2 separate regions of the Xenopus laevis genome follow, and region 1 is linked to region 2. The links are chromatin contacts, called in public Hi-C maps. All regions are on one chromosome and are shown on one strand. The core of a region is the stretch at or near the end of the contact, and the rest is flanking DNA. Distances in the headings are between cores, read along the strand shown. Region 1 has its middle 15 kb from the start of mnt.L. Region 2 overlaps mnt.L (MAX network transcriptional repressor L homeolog).

What was found. Hi-C and Micro-C count contacts between places; a contact is called where the count stands out from the background.
Region 1: a Hi-C map of the XL177 cell line shows a contact between it and region 2, with 2.9 times the contacts expected there. A contact is called at or near these places in 3 of 4 Hi-C or Micro-C datasets (the XL177 cell line, the XTC cell line and animal cap).

Annotation. Positions count from the first base shown.
Region 1 is chr2L:48,554,084-48,557,115 of Xenopus_laevis_v10.1, reverse strand. No RefSeq gene overlaps it. Among protein-coding and RNA genes, the nearest start is that of mnt.L, 15 kb to the right of the region's middle.
Region 2 is chr2L:48,489,252-48,492,189 of Xenopus_laevis_v10.1, reverse strand. The region is part of intron 4 of mnt.L (MAX network transcriptional repressor L homeolog); the gene reads left to right. Among protein-coding and RNA genes, the nearest start is that of mnt.L, 50 kb to the left of the region's middle.

The DNA of each region.
Region 1 (3,032 bases), core at 431-2,930, 65 kb before region 2:
CAGCCTTGTTGCATCGGATCAATGCTGCAACACCATCCGACAATGCTATTAAATACCTTTTTACCGTTGCACCCGACGTGACGCCTGCCTTTTTGTGCATCGCGTCGGATCGTGCCGAAATCGCCCGTGGAGTCCTACCCTAAACCGCACACGTCAATCAGTGAGCTGGGACATTTGCTCATTATGGGCATGCTCCATAGCATGTAGTGCTCACAAGGAGAGAGGGGGGTTCTTCTCAAGATACTATTTTATCCCTGAACCGGAGTGTGGCCTCTATAAGCCCGAACCTGAACCTCTGGTGTGGGATGTGTGGGCAGGCTGCTACATGGGCAAAGGACTTTAGTGGGTCACCTGCCATCTGCAATGCTATCAATTCCTTATTTATATACTCACGTCTGCCTGTCTGGTGACATCACAGATAGCCATGTCAGACACGGGTATATAAATAATAATGGCTTGCTGAGTCGAGAGAGTGCCTACCCACACATCACTAATAGGTGCCCTTTAAGTATTATTTACTTACAGTTACAGTTACACAATTTTAAAACCAAATAAGCTCCACCTAATTCATGACATCACCAACAAGTGTGTTTCTTAATTAGTTAATCAGTTAATAAAATACTCAGTAAAGCTAATTATATAGCCACAGCAAATGAAAACATTTGTAGCAAGTGGGGCAGGTAATATTAAATATAAATGTATATAGTTATGTACACAGAGCAACACCCACATTTTTATTGCTTATCCAAAAAACAGCTAAAATAACAGTATTGATTCATTCCCCTAATGGACAATGTATCCCGTGTTTTGATCCAAAAAGCTTCACGTTGTAATAATTTCACTGTCACCTCCTCTCCAAGGCATCGGAACATAATCAATTGCCATATATTTAAAAGTAGCTAAATGGTGCCCCACCTCCAAAAAATGTTTAGCAACCGGTTCGGTGGTTTTCTTATCTGTATAAGCATCATTAATGGCTGACCTATGAGCATCAATTCGCCATCTCAACATCAAACCAGTTTTCCCCACATAAGATAATCCGCAAGGACAGGTGATTAAATATACAATGTGCCAACATATTCTGCATAGCTGTTTAATAAAAGGGTGTGCAGAGACGTCAACTGTAGGGCCTGCACTTTCGGGGGACCTGTGCATGCCGCTGCAACATTTTTCCATGTTTTAGCCTCTGCACATGCGCACAATCTCCTTCAATGCAGCCGGAGAAACTGTAAAACTCGTGGGAATGACATATAGTGATGGGAGGGAGTGCAAAACCAGGTAACAGAGGAGGTATGGGTGTATACATCAAACAAGATACTGACTGATACAGGAGGTAAAGAGGGCCCTGCTCATTAGAACTTACAATCTAAATGATCCTATGTATTGGCTAACTAAGTTGCATATATTGCTTTTGCACAGCAAAAATCCATCTTAGCATTGATCAGTATAACATCCCATGAATGCAGTGCAGTCTTCTACACGTAACCGGCTCCGAACTGTAAATATCCAACCAAACCCTAGTGGAACAGAAAGAGTTAAATGGCTCAGGGCGGCCCACGTGTTGCCCTTTTAAGGAGCCAAAAGAGGCAGTAGTCATTAGGCAGGATCTCCCTCCTCACATCACGCGTTTGTGTAATCCCAGGCTCCTCCTCCTCCACGTTGTTTTTTTTTTTTTTTTCAGCCATCCTTGAGCCTCCTCCCCCTGGATTATTGTGAAACGTGGCCTCACCCACACACACCCCTAGCCAACAGCATGTGGGGAAAATACACTGATCCACCAGAGAAGAGGCGCACCCTGCTAGCTGCAACTGTAACCCTCTCACTACCGGAATGTGGCGTTGGTTAGGGTCATCGGCCCAAGGAAAACCGTATTCCGCTTTGAGTGAATCGTGTATATTCTGCAGAGCTTTACAGATATTATACATTATTCACACCAGTCTCTGCCTCAGTGGAGCTTACAGTGTTCAGGCTCTTACAGAGAGACATTTTTAGTGCATTTTTCGTGAGTAGGGTTGCCACCTTTTCTGGAAAAAATACCGGCCTTCTTATATATTTATCTAAATTCCCTATTAATAACATTGGGATCAACCATCATTTTTACCGGCCAGGACAACCCTATACGTGAGCTTCAGAAGCAAGTCTGCGCACACCTAAACACATCAACTGCATGATTTCATTGTATGCTTCATGTGACTTGCAGTCAAGACTCCCTGCAATTGCAATGTAACATGCTGCATTTTTGTGCCCATGACATCCATTTGTGATATATTAAAATAGAGAGATGTGTCACAAAAATGCCCTTAGTTGTCTTTTTGTAAGCTTTTATGCCCTTTTGCATTCTTACGTGCTCAGTGTGCGCTTTTAGATGCAAAAAAGGGCCCATATGTAGAGCCCTACGTTCATTCAAATACACTATAATCAAATTTATAAAAAATCAATTAACCTGCCTGTATGTTATTGGAGCGTGGAAGCAAACTCACGCAGACACGGGGAGAACATACAAACTCCCTGCAGGTATTGGCCTTGTAGGAATGAAGCCTACGACCCCATGCTGTAAGGCAGCATTGCTAACTATTGCATCATTTATCGTAGCTCTGTTTTTGTGAATTCCCCAAAGTTTAGAAAATATGCTTAGAACTGTCTCCAGTTGCTTTTCTTTGTTTATAAGTAGCAGGGCCAGAGTAGGGGTAGGCAGAAGAGGCATGTGTCTAGGGCGCAAAGGTGAGGGGGAGCTGAGCATGTACCTCTTCTATTTGCCTACCCTGTTTCAGGCCCTTGCCCCCCCCTCATAACATAACAGCTGGTTTGACCCGCAACTGATAAGTTAGGGTTACAGGTATGGTAAGACAAGATAGTGATCGATACACTGGCATACCTTGGTAATTGCTGTTGTCTACAACAGGAAGCTACATACCCTGCAACCTACCACTTTAAAAGGCTATTTAGTAAATATACAAGCAAACAAAAAACAGTAGTATGTGGTTCACTGTATTCTCTGCTAGGGAATATCTATTATATACTATTCGCATATT
Region 2 (2,938 bases), core at 35-2,534:
GTATCTGCCCTCTATCCTCATTCTTCACTGCAGATTTAATCTGCCACTATGTACACTGCTGCTTCATTTTCAGCACGCTAGAATTAACATTAGGCCTCACACTTACATCCTGCTAAAGTGTAGGAAGAGCAGAAAAATCAGCAGCAACAAGGATACTATAAATATATATATATATATATTATAAAGTGTTCCAACATCTTTGCATTGTGGGTGAGTGAAGCACTTAGAGAAATGTGATGGAGAAGTAAGTGGCAGGTATTGTAGCAGGCCTGCAGCCAAGACGTGTGTGCTGATTGCTTAGAGCAAGCATTTCCAGTGTGCAACTCTCAAGCTGAACTTCAACTCCCAAGCCTGTGGCAGCATGTGACTCATAAATAAAGCTGCAATGTGTAGTCTAGCTGACGATGAGCTGCTTGGAGTTTCCTTAGGTACCAAACACAAGCGAGTCTGTGCGGATTACTGAAGTATTAATGCCTGACTGTTACCAGGGCTTTGTCTCTGCAATATTAGAAACCCAGCATTTCCCTCTTCCTGCCATTTCGCTGTTCCCTCCTCGGCAACAGAAGGGTTAAACTATCTCGTGACTTCCCTGATTCATTCAATTGATTGTAGGCAGACACCATTATATAGGGAAGCCTGCCAGTGTTTCCCTCTCCCCTTCCCCACGCGCTTCTTCTTCTACCGCCTGCTCTCCCCACCCCCTCCCTCTCCCTCTTCTACGAGCACATGGGTGACGGCTTGTGGCAGGCTGTCTGTACAAGCCATAAATGGAATGCACGCTGGCAGCAGGGGCGGCTGTGCAACTGGCTGCCTTCCAATTCATTTCCCGGCAAAAAGGGAGTAAAGGGGAGGAGGGACTGGGAGAGCCTGACGTGTTTGCTGACACGTGTGTGACTTCTGTGAAATCAAAGGGGGTGGGTTGTTGGAAGGGGGGAGGAGTCTCTTAAAGCGGTAACCCGCGGTAAGTTAGGCGCTGCCTGTGTGAGGGTTAGACCTTTGTTTAAGAGCTGAGTGACAACAGATATTTGCTGCTGGTACAATTTTGGCAATAACACATTATATATGAAAGCAATAAACATCAGCAATGTATGATTTTATCCCAGTCAGGGCTTTTATTTGTGACCTGGTTAGCATGCTGTCCCTGGTTAGTATGCTGTCCCTGGTTAGGATGCTGTCCCTGGTTAGGATGCTGTCCCTGGTTAGGATGCTGTCCCTGGTTAGCATGCTGTCCCTGGTTAGTATGCTGTCCCTGGTTAGCATGCTGTCCCTGGTTAGGATGCTGTCCCAGTGCCTGCCTGGGTTTTCTTCCCACACGCCCAAACCTGGTTAACTGCTTCATGCTCAAATGGACCTTTGGCTTTGACTGGGACCAAGATTGTAAGGTCCATTGCAGCAGGGTCTGATTGACATATTCCAGGACACCGACAGCTGATGCACACAACAATTCACCTGTTGGCAAATGAGCCCTAGATATTCCAGTCATTTTAGTATGTTCTCCGTCAAATGCACATAAACATCAGGGTTGCCAGGTTTACATTACAAAACCAGCCAAGGGCTATCAAAAAAGTAGCCAAAAAGTAGCCAAAAGCCATTTTAAGGGTCAGGGCACATGCGTAGATTCGGGGAGATTAGTCGCCTGGTGGCAATTCTCCTCTCCTTCGGGTCTACTAATCTCCCCAAACTGCCTCCTGCCGGCTAGAATGGCACTTAGAGCACTTTGTTTATCGAAGTTGCTCCGAGTGCCATCCTGCCGGCTATTTACATTCTAGCCGGCGGGAGGCAGTTCGGGGAGATTAGTAGACCCAAAGAAGAGATTTGTCGCCGGGCGACTAATCTCCCCGAATCTGAGTGTGTGCCCTGACCCTTAAAAGTAGCCCAAAAATAGCCAAATTTGCACACTGAAAAATCTTAATAAATGCATGAATTGACAGCACCAACTTACAATATAAACCTGTTTAAAACCCATACTACTTCAGTTAGTGGGAAAACAAGGCGATCAAAGCTTAAAAAATTCACAGCTACAAAAGTGTGAGTTGCCCGCTAGTAGCCAAGATACAGAATTGCTGTGGTCTTGCATAGGGGAACATTTTCTCCCTGACTAGTCTTTAATCTATTCACTGCCTGCATACTTATGGGGGGGGGGGAGAAAGAGAATGGGAAAGAGAAAAATCCATAACCTAGAAACCACCCTTCATATGTAGCAATCTTAACTAAAACAGCAGCACAGTTCATCACAAGCACGCTGCCTGCAGCAGATCACACTCACCATGCACTTCTCTGATACTGTTACTGGATAAAAGGCAAAACCTTACCAAATGAGCGGATCTGTAGTTATTGTATTCAAGGTTGGCTACACTACCACATCTACTAACTACAAATTATAAAGAAAATATATATCTTAGGTGAAAACATATTGTAGACCTGAAAGGTGTGTGTATATTTACTTGCAGCATTAATTTGGCTTCATTCCTGACACAATCTGGGGATACATGAGTTACACAGCACTATACAAATGTGATGTTTACAGCAAACTGGGGCAAAGAGATTTCCTGATCTGGAGAGGGACATTGTTTATTGTACAAATTTAACCCCAGCAGTGTGTAGCGCAAAAGGGCTTTCCTAATTTACTAAATTGCTTTCCTAATTTCTTAAGATTGAAGAATGTAACATTTACTATTCATGTTATTGTAAAAATAACATCAATTAAATCAAATGCTGTTGTTTCATTATTACTATTCATGTTATTGTAAAAATAACATCAATTAAATCAAATGCTGTTGTTTCATTATATGTTAGTTTCTCGTCTGATTTGCTTCCCTGCGGCCACTGACAGCAATTTCTAGTCTCTCTCTCTTTCGCGCACCCATTGTACTTTGTTTTAGGCTAGGGATGTTTTAGCAGAATCCTTGTTGTGACATGCAAAAAGAAAAAAGTTCAA